Linked DNA regions of Salmo salar: region 1 is linked to region 2. The links are chromatin contacts, called in public Hi-C maps. All regions are on one chromosome and are shown on one strand. The core of a region is the stretch at or near the end of the contact, and the rest is flanking DNA. Distances in the headings are between cores, read along the strand shown. Region 1 has its middle 21 kb from the start of LOC106588653. Region 2 holds the start of LOC106588651 (CTP synthase 1).

Region 1 (4,407 bases), core at 1,545-4,044, 86 kb before region 2:
CAAGCTGATGCAACCACCCATCTCAGCTCTGCCACTGGTACCTTTCATGGCTCCTGATCTGGACATGTGCCGGGGAACTCCAGGCAGGATCCATCTCTGCCCATCTCTGTCCCCAAGGCACAATCAAGACCCTGGACCCCCACGCTGCCCTCAGTGCCAATGTACAGAGTGCAGATCAAACATCTGCAGACTGATGTGAATGAATGGCCAGGTTCAACCTCCAACCTTCTGAATGTCGATAGACGTAATCCACCCTTCCACCGAAATACAACCCATCTCCCTCAGTCACTGACTAATGTGTTGAGTTTTCTCTGTAGAAGCTAAAACATATTTCTAGTTCCTCAAATACACTAATGAGATGAGCAGTAGGGATTACAGTTCTGCCTTGTCTGCATTATACTGCAGGAGCTACACCACATACACCAGGTGGCAGCAGAGATCCATCCATCATTAATTACCAAAGCCACAAAGTCATAAACCCCGCCGATTTCTACCATTTCTCTTCTTAACATTTTAAACCTAACCCTAACCTTAACCTTATCATGCCTAATCCTAACATTAAATTAAGACCAAAAAGCTCATTTTTGTTTGCATGAAGTTTTACGATATAGCCAAATTTGACTTTGTGGCTGAGCTATCTAGTTTAAACACTCGCTCCTTCCTCTCTGTTGTCATTTGGAGGTAATGCCCACTCATTCATGTGATAAAGGGTCTGAGGATTAGTCATGAAGGGGGGGGGGGTGAAACAGAGGAAAGATGAGGAGAGGGAGAGGGGCGTGGAGGCTGCTTATATTACATGCTGCTAGGAGTCTGTCTGTCTGTCTGTCTGTCTGTCTGTCTGTCTGTCTGTCTGTCTGTAGCTGACTTATATTCCAACTGCTGCTATAGCCTGCCTGTTTGTCTCCTTATGTAAGAATGCTGTTAATTGACTACAGCTCAGCGTTCAACACCATAGCACCCACAAAGCTCATCACTAAGCTAAGGACTCTGGGACTAAACATCTCCCTCTGCAACTGGATCCTGGACATCTTGACTGGCCGCCCCCAGGTGGTAAGAGTAGGCAACAACACGTCTGCCACGCTGATTCTTCTTAACACTGGGGCCCCACAGGGGTGTGTACTTAGTCCCCTCCTGTATTCCCTGTTCACCTACGACAGGACAACAACCTCTCCCTCAATGTAAGCAAGACAAAAGAGTTGATTGTGGACTAAAGGAAAAGGCGGGGCAAACAGGCCCCCATTAACATCGACGGGGCTGTAGTGGAGCGGGTCGAGAGTTTCAAGTTCCTTGGTGTCCACATCAACAACCATCTATCAAGGTCCAAACATACCAAGACAGTCGTGAGGAGGGCACGACAAAACCTTTTCCCCCTCAGGAGACTGAAAAGATTTGGCATGGGTCCCCAGATTCTCAAAAGGTTTTACAGCTGCACCATCAAGAGCATCCTGACCGGTTGCATCACCGCTTTTTATGGCAAATGCTCGGCATCTGACCGTAAGGCGTTACAGAGGGTAGCGTGAACAGCCCAATATATCACTGGGGCCAAGCTTCCTGCTATCCAGGACTTATATAATAGGCGGTGTCAGAGGAAAGCCCATAAAATTGTCAGAGACTCCAGTCACCCAAGTTATAGAGTGTTCTCTCTGCTACCACACGGTAAGCGGTACCGGAGTGCCAAGTGTAGGACTAAAAGGCTCCTCAACATCTTCTACCCCCAAGCCATTAGACTGCTGAACAATTAATAAAATTGCCACCAGACAGTTTACATTGACCCCCCCCACCTCCCTTTTGTATACTGCTGCTACTCACTGTTTATTATCTATGCATAGTCACTTCACCCCCACCTACATGTACAGATTACCTCAACTAGCCTGTTCCCCCACACACTGACTCGGTACCGGTGCCCCCTGTATATAGCCTCGTTATTGTTATTCTTATTGTGTTACTTTTTATTATTACTTTTTATCTTAGTCTACTTGGTAAATATTTTCTTAACTCTTCTAGACAAGCACAGTTGGTTATGGACTTGTAAGTAAGCATTTCAAGGTAAAGTCTACATTTTAGTCATTTAGCAGACACTCTTATCCAGAGCGACTTACAGTAGTGAATGCATACATTTCATTTTTTTTTTTTTTTCCTGTGCTGGCCCCCCGTGGAAATCGAACCCACAACCCTGGCGTTGCAAACACCATGCTCTACCAACTGAGCTACAGGGAAGGCTACAACTGTTGTATTCGGCGCATGTGACAAATAAAGTTTGATTTGATTTTCTCTAGTGTTAAACAGGACTTACTGCCTGCTTCCTGTTATGGTTCAGAGTTTATGTCACATATCCTGTTCTTTTTCTCCTTTTCTGCTTCACTAAAAACATCTGCACTGTTTTTCATCTGTTTTTACTGCGGTCATCTGCAGAGAGCTGTAGGCCGTCATTGTGTCATTGTAAATAAGAATTTGTTCTTAACTGACTTGCCTAGTTAAATGAAGGTTAAATAAAAATAAAAATAAAAAAGAGAGACATACAGTAACCGTGTGTGTGTGTGTGTGTGTGTGTGTGTGTGTGTGTGTGTGTGTGTGTGTGTGTTCATGTTAACTGATCAGCATGTTTGTCTGTTTGGGGATAGCTGAGTCATATTACTCTGTAAACTGCTTCAGCTCCAACCCACGTACTGTAGGGTATGTCTCATGTTGTGTTGTTACCAGATCACCATGCATGTTGTCACCAAAGGGTAATGCTTCTGGCAGGGATCAGTCTTTACGAGGCATAGCTGATACAGTATGGGTCATGATGTTTACGGTGTGTTTCTGTGTGTGAATACAGTGGGCCTTTGGGCTATGGCTGTGTGTTTGTTGTGTACACTGTTACCACATCCTCACACAGAAAGCAGGAAGAACTCTTAACTTCTAATGTGGCCAGTCTTGTACACCTAACCTTGTGGGGACACACAATTCAGTCCCATTCAAAATCCTATTTTCCCTAACCACTAACCCTAACCCTTAACGTAATTGTAAACGTAACACTAATTCTAACCTTAACCCTAAACCCCCTAGAAATAGCATTTGTCCTCTTGGGGACTAAAAATGGCCCCAGTTGGTCAAATTTTTGTTTGTTTACTATTTTTGTGGAGACTTCAGGTCCCCACAAGAATAGTTCAACACGTCCACGCACACAAACATACACACACACACATATACACACACACAAACAGAAAAGACGAGAGAGAAACAGAGAACGAGAGAGAAAGAGAGAGGGGGAGTCTATATTGTGAGGCATACGTAGGTTCCCAGTTTGTCTGTTCCTCTCACCAGAGGAGTGAATTTGCATGGCTGAGTCAGCAGGCGCACTTGCACCACACAGAGAAACTGCTCAGGAAATTCCCCTCTTCCATGGCTGGGGGTGACTCAGTGTTGCGCGGGCGAGAGGTGTGTAGTGCTCTACCTGCAGTCCATTGAGAGTACATTATGATTCTATGTGTGTGTCTCTTGGGAAGTCTGTCCCAGAGATTGGTAGTGCAGTGTGAATGGGAGGCAGGAATCTCATGGGCGCTCTTTCACAGCGAATTCATCAAGGACAGCAAATCATTGTGCCCCGGACGTTGATTCAGAAGGCCTGCTTTGGCCATCCTAAGTCCTTCCTTGTTCTCTACCATTGCCATTGATCCTCACTTTGTCCTGTTACCATAGATACAATAGCCTAGACAACATTTTGATAAACGCTGAAATGTTTTGCATTTCAGTGATAGGTCTGCAGCCATTGCTACTCAGTCAACCATTTCTTATGATCACCTCATCACTTAAATCCCTACAGATAAGCAACTATTGTCAATAGACTCCTCAGCCTCATTTACCTTGTTCACCTGTCCTTGTGAAATCCACCTCATTGTAGTTCAGTGGTTACCATGCCTGTAAAGAGATCATTGATATTAACTATTTGGTATAAGATAGAGTATGTTATCTGAACGAGTATCAAAATGACTGTTGTAAGAGCGGGGTCATGTTGATAGTGTGATGCCACACACGGTTGTTTGTTCGCTTAAGTGACGTCCATGAGAAAGATGGTTGTGTCTGCTGCATGCATACACACAAACACACACACACTGCTACGTTCCAATCTAATCAAAATGACACAGTGACCTTGGAGAAGAACAGTCAATGGTATTTTTAGACCGTTATTCTTGTCACAGGCATCTTCTTTTCTTTTCCTCATGTTCTTCTCCCTTTCTTTCTTGCTCCAGTCGAGCCCCACCGGGCCTGCCTGCCTGGGGCCTGCCTGCCTGGGGCCTGCCTGCCTGGGGCCTGCCTGCCTGGGGCCTGCCTACCTGGGGCCTGCCTGCCTGGGGCCTGCCTGCCTGGGGCCTGCCTGCCTGGGGCCTGCCTACCTGGGGCCTGCCTGCCTGGGGCCTGCCTACC
Region 2 (4,474 bases), core at 669-3,168:
AGGTATGCACATTCCTCCATTTGATGTGGGAGTGCCCTGCAGTTAAATACTTATAGGGTCAAGTTTATTTTAGTGCATGAATGTAAATATTCAATTATTTGCATCTATTATGTTACTTAACGATGATAGCTCCTTGAATCTCTCCATAAATCAGAGACGATTACTGCTGGCAGGCAGCACTGCAGCAAAAAAATATGTTGGCTCTTAGAAGGCAATCACCTCACTCTCTCCCCATTTGCCAGCGGATAAAGTTACTATTAAAAGTTATACAATTCGACAGTGAGAAGGAATGGTGCTAGTCATAGAACAATTGAGGCCTGGACAAATATACTTTACTTTAAAGTCAAGTATATTCAGTTTCTGCATGGCGCAATGGTCTAAAGCACTACATCTCAATGCAAACGGCATCACTACAGTCCCTGGTTAAAATCTAGGCTGTATCACATCCAGCTGTGATTGGGAGTCCCATAGGGTGGTGCACAATTGGCCCAGCGTTGGCTGGAGAAGGCTGTCATTGTAAATAAGAATTTGTTCTTAACTGACTTGCCGAGTTAAAGAATTATCTCAGCAAAAGCCCAACACTTACAAATTAACAATTCATAAAGCCCAACACAAACATGTAAGGGATCATGGATTCACCTGGTCAGTCTGTCATGGAAAGAGCATGTGTTTCTAATATTTTAGACACTCAGTATATATACCTATTTGAATCTTTTTTTACATTCTTTGCTTTCAGGCCCACGAGAAAGGGTTGATATGGGGAAGGTTTTCTCTGGTCTCAGGGAGGGGTGGCGGGAGGGTGAGGGTTGCCTGATGAGCAACCATAGTTGCTAGGAGGTGGGAAGGTTTCGGGAGAGGGGGGTGGGGGAGTTGGGTGGAGACACGGGAGGTTGGGGGTTGAGGCCCACTTCTTTTTGTTTTCTTTTCCTGTTTATACTGAATGTATTATTACTTAAACTCTGGATTTTTTCCCCTTCTTCTTCTTTTGAGTGGCAGCCTACTAGTACATGTTTTATAAATGTATCATTTGAAATGGATAATGTACCTGTAACCCCCCCAACAAAAAAATAACAAAACAAATAAAAATGTGGTTAAAAAAAATAAAACTCAAATCTGCCAACCTGCCCCCAGGTAGAACAGATGAGTATGAAAGTGGATGTGATCTTGTGTGTTTACATGTAAACATAATTATAAAGGCCTTAGGTACCAGGGGTAGAGCGAAGAGGCATTGCACCACTATTGTACTCCCTCCATTGCAGAATATATAATATACTTTTCAAAAGATGTATATGCATTAAAGACAACGTTTATTGTTTCCTAATTTATTTATTGCGTTTTTCTGCCATGTACAGCCCGTCAGAGCAGCCACCAAGGATTTTAGATGGAGCAATACTGTCACCTGCCGGTTGCCCCACTAATTATCAGCTGTAAACACACCTTCACCATCATGTGGACTGTTCAGCGTATTTTTTACATTTTATTTAACCTTTATTTAACTAGGCAAGTCAGTTAAGAACATATTCTTGGTTACAATGACGGCCTACCAAAAGGCAAAATACCTCCTGTGGGGACGGGGGCTGGGATTAAAAAGGAAAAAGAAATAACATAAATACAGGACAAAACACACATCACGACAAGAGACAACACTACATAAAGAGAGACCTAAGACAACAACATAGCAAGACAGCAACACATGACAGCACAGCATGGTAGCAACACAAAACATGGTACAAACATTAATGTCGTTTGCTGGTTTGTACCGGACATCATTTGACTATTTTACTCAAAATCATGCAATTATTATAAATATGTAGACATAACAATATGCAATAACGATTGGCATATTGATATAGCTTAAACCCTGAAGAAAAAAGACAATAGTTACATTTCCAGCGTGGTGCGTGCGCAGATCCGACGCAACCGTGACGTACTCGACCACAAGGCCACTCTTGCTTAGTCGCGCGTCTTTTTCTGTACTGCTCTGGTAGAACATTTGGCCAGTCAACACGTGTTGGAACTTGGAGTGGATGGATAGTCAATTCTAATTAAGTAACTTTTTTTATTTTATTATCCAAGATTTGAAGGAATAATTTAAATGTATATACATTGACAATTTTAAATTAATCAAGTCCAAATATTTACCATTTGACCGCCTTACACTATTTAGTTTTGGTGAGTTGAAAAACATGCTTCCTTTGTGAACACCGCAGCGCTAAGGTAGCCTAGCCTGCTGTTAGCTTGTTAGCTCAATTGACGCGATGGAGTCAAATATTTGTAGAGCTCGTTGTTCTATCTGTGATGGAATCATCGGGCTAGGTGACCTTGGAGTCCGCATTTTATATATTCCTTGTACTGTATTATGACAGGGTTGGTCGCATGGTACATCAATGCATTGTCCTAGGTTAGGATTCAGTTTAGCTAGCTATCCGGCTAGTGTGACTAAAAGTTATTGATAATGGAATAGGATATCAAGCTAACTGTTCTGTAGATAACGTTACTTTATATGTTGCAAGTCCTTTACTGTTAGGTAACTTGTGTTACAACCTTTGCACCTGGCTGACTGCAATGTTTACTAACGAACTCAGTTGTTGTACATTGTTGCGTTTACTTGGTGGTTGTAGCCACAGAGTAGATATTTTAGATTTCCGATTTTAGAAAAAAGTAACGTTGATGCCTTAGATGCGCGCGCCCTCTTTGTCCTTTATTTCTCTGACCAATGTAACGTTAGCCACCACGCAGGTTTCACTGTACGGTTTTTGCATGTACTGTACTATCGAACGATAGGAATCAGCAAGACCTGAGGGGAAGGAATGTTGATTACAAAAAACTCTTGTGCAATTTTTCCACCATCTCAGAGGGGTAGACTTGCTTGGTTGAGCAACACTAAATGAAAAAGACAGGGCTAAAGTTTTTTGCTTCAGGGCACAACGGCAGGAGATGGCATCTAGGTGTAGGATACCTAGAATCCTCCCAGTCAGACTTGGGATTCGAACCAGAAATGTTCCAGTTGCTGGTGCACCTCTCCAACTTCTAGACTACCTGCCGCCTCAAGTAGCTACTAGAATCAATTAACTACATTACTGTAATCCGTATTATTGTCTCCTACCCAGTGCCACAATGAAGTACATCCTGGTCACTGGTGGCGTCATCTCAGGCATCGGGAAGGGCATCATCGCCTCCAGTGTGGGAACCATCCTCAAGTCATGTGGTCTGCGTGTCACCGCCATCAAGATTGACCCCTACATCAACATAGATGCAGGGACCTTCTCTCCGTACGAGCATGGTGAGCTCAGGAAATGTTCTGTGTTATAGAAATAGTGATTTTAATATCTGCCTTGTGTGTATGCTGTGTAATTTGGTTCACAATGGTGAGTCCAGGGTCATGAAACAGAAGAAAATGCTAACAAACTATTATAGGTTGAAACGACACTGTCAATGCAATTATATGCCATGATGAGGCCTCCTAAGTACTATTCTCTGTTTGTTATGGAATTACTTTCTTTGCTCACGCACAGTTGTCGGAATCAGAAAAGGTTATTGCCATACAATAAATGTTACTAGGAATGTGTGTTGGTGTCCTGTGTACACAGAAGGGTACATCAACATCAATAGTCTAGATCCCTCAAACTAAACTCTGGACCTTGAAGTCAGTTCCGCCCCTCTAATCAGGGACTGATTTTTGACATGGGGCTCAAGGTGTGTGTAATTAATTATCAGGTCAAACAGAAAACCAGCAGGCTCTGGACCTCGTAGGGTAAGAGTTTAATACCCCTGGTCTAGATCAACATCGATACAGATGGAGACATGAACATCTATTCCAATATCCAGAATCCTGTCCCTCCCTTAAAACTAGGGTTTTAACCATACCACTCGACTTCTTCCGGGTGAGGTGTTTTAACGCTGTTCCTCTGCTCTCCCTCCAGGTGAGGTGTTTGTGCTGGACGATGGGGGTGAGGTGGATCTGGACCTGGGGAACTACGAGAGGTTCCTGGACATCAGACTGACCAAAGACAACAACCTGACCACCGGCAAGATCTACCAGTCTGTCATCAACAAGGAGAGGAAAGGAGACTACCTGGGAAAGACCGTACAGGGTAAGACTACCTATAAGACGGTGCGGGACAAGTGCTGGGATGACTTGTAGAAACTGTGTATATACAGGGGTTAAAGGAAGAGCTACCAATCTGTCATCAACAAGAAGAGGAGACTACCTGGGAAAGACTGTACATAGTCATGCTGAGAGAGAGACTGGGTATACAGGAGTTCAGACCCTTGTTGAATAGCTGATATGCATTTGATTTAGCTTGACATGGCAGTTCTGTCCAATATCCTATGAAGAACCAATGACAAAAAGGAAGGATATGAGCTATCAAGTTCTCTTGTCACATTCTCTGCATCTCCAGACTAACTGTCCCTGTTTGGTGTGTCCTTGCAGTGGTGCCCCACATCACTGATGCGATCCAGGAGTGGGTGA

What was found. A called contact is a pair of places that touch in the nucleus more often than the background predicts.
Region 1: a Hi-C map of gill shows a contact between it and region 2, with 6 times the contacts expected there. The contact joins the enhancer-like site here to the promoter of LOC106588651 in region 2. A contact is called at or near these places in 3 of 3 Hi-C or Micro-C datasets (blood, gill and muscle).

What each region holds. Positions count from the first base shown.
Region 1 is chrssa27:19,890,383-19,894,789 of Ssal_v3.1, reverse strand. No RefSeq gene overlaps it. Among protein-coding and RNA genes, the nearest start is that of LOC106588653, 21 kb to the right of the region's middle. Within about 2 kb of position 2,794, at least 4 of the 13 cell types and tissues checked have an H3K27ac peak or open chromatin away from gene starts, as enhancers often do. A contact at or near this core is called in gill, where this site is marked.
Region 2 is chrssa27:19,803,298-19,807,771 of Ssal_v3.1, reverse strand. LOC106588651 (CTP synthase 1) reads left to right here and starts at 1,918. Exons shown (of 17, transcript XM_014177837.2): 1 at 1,918-2,049; 2 at 3,111-3,283; 3 at 3,924-4,094; 4 at 4,436-4,474. The coding sequence starts at 3,118.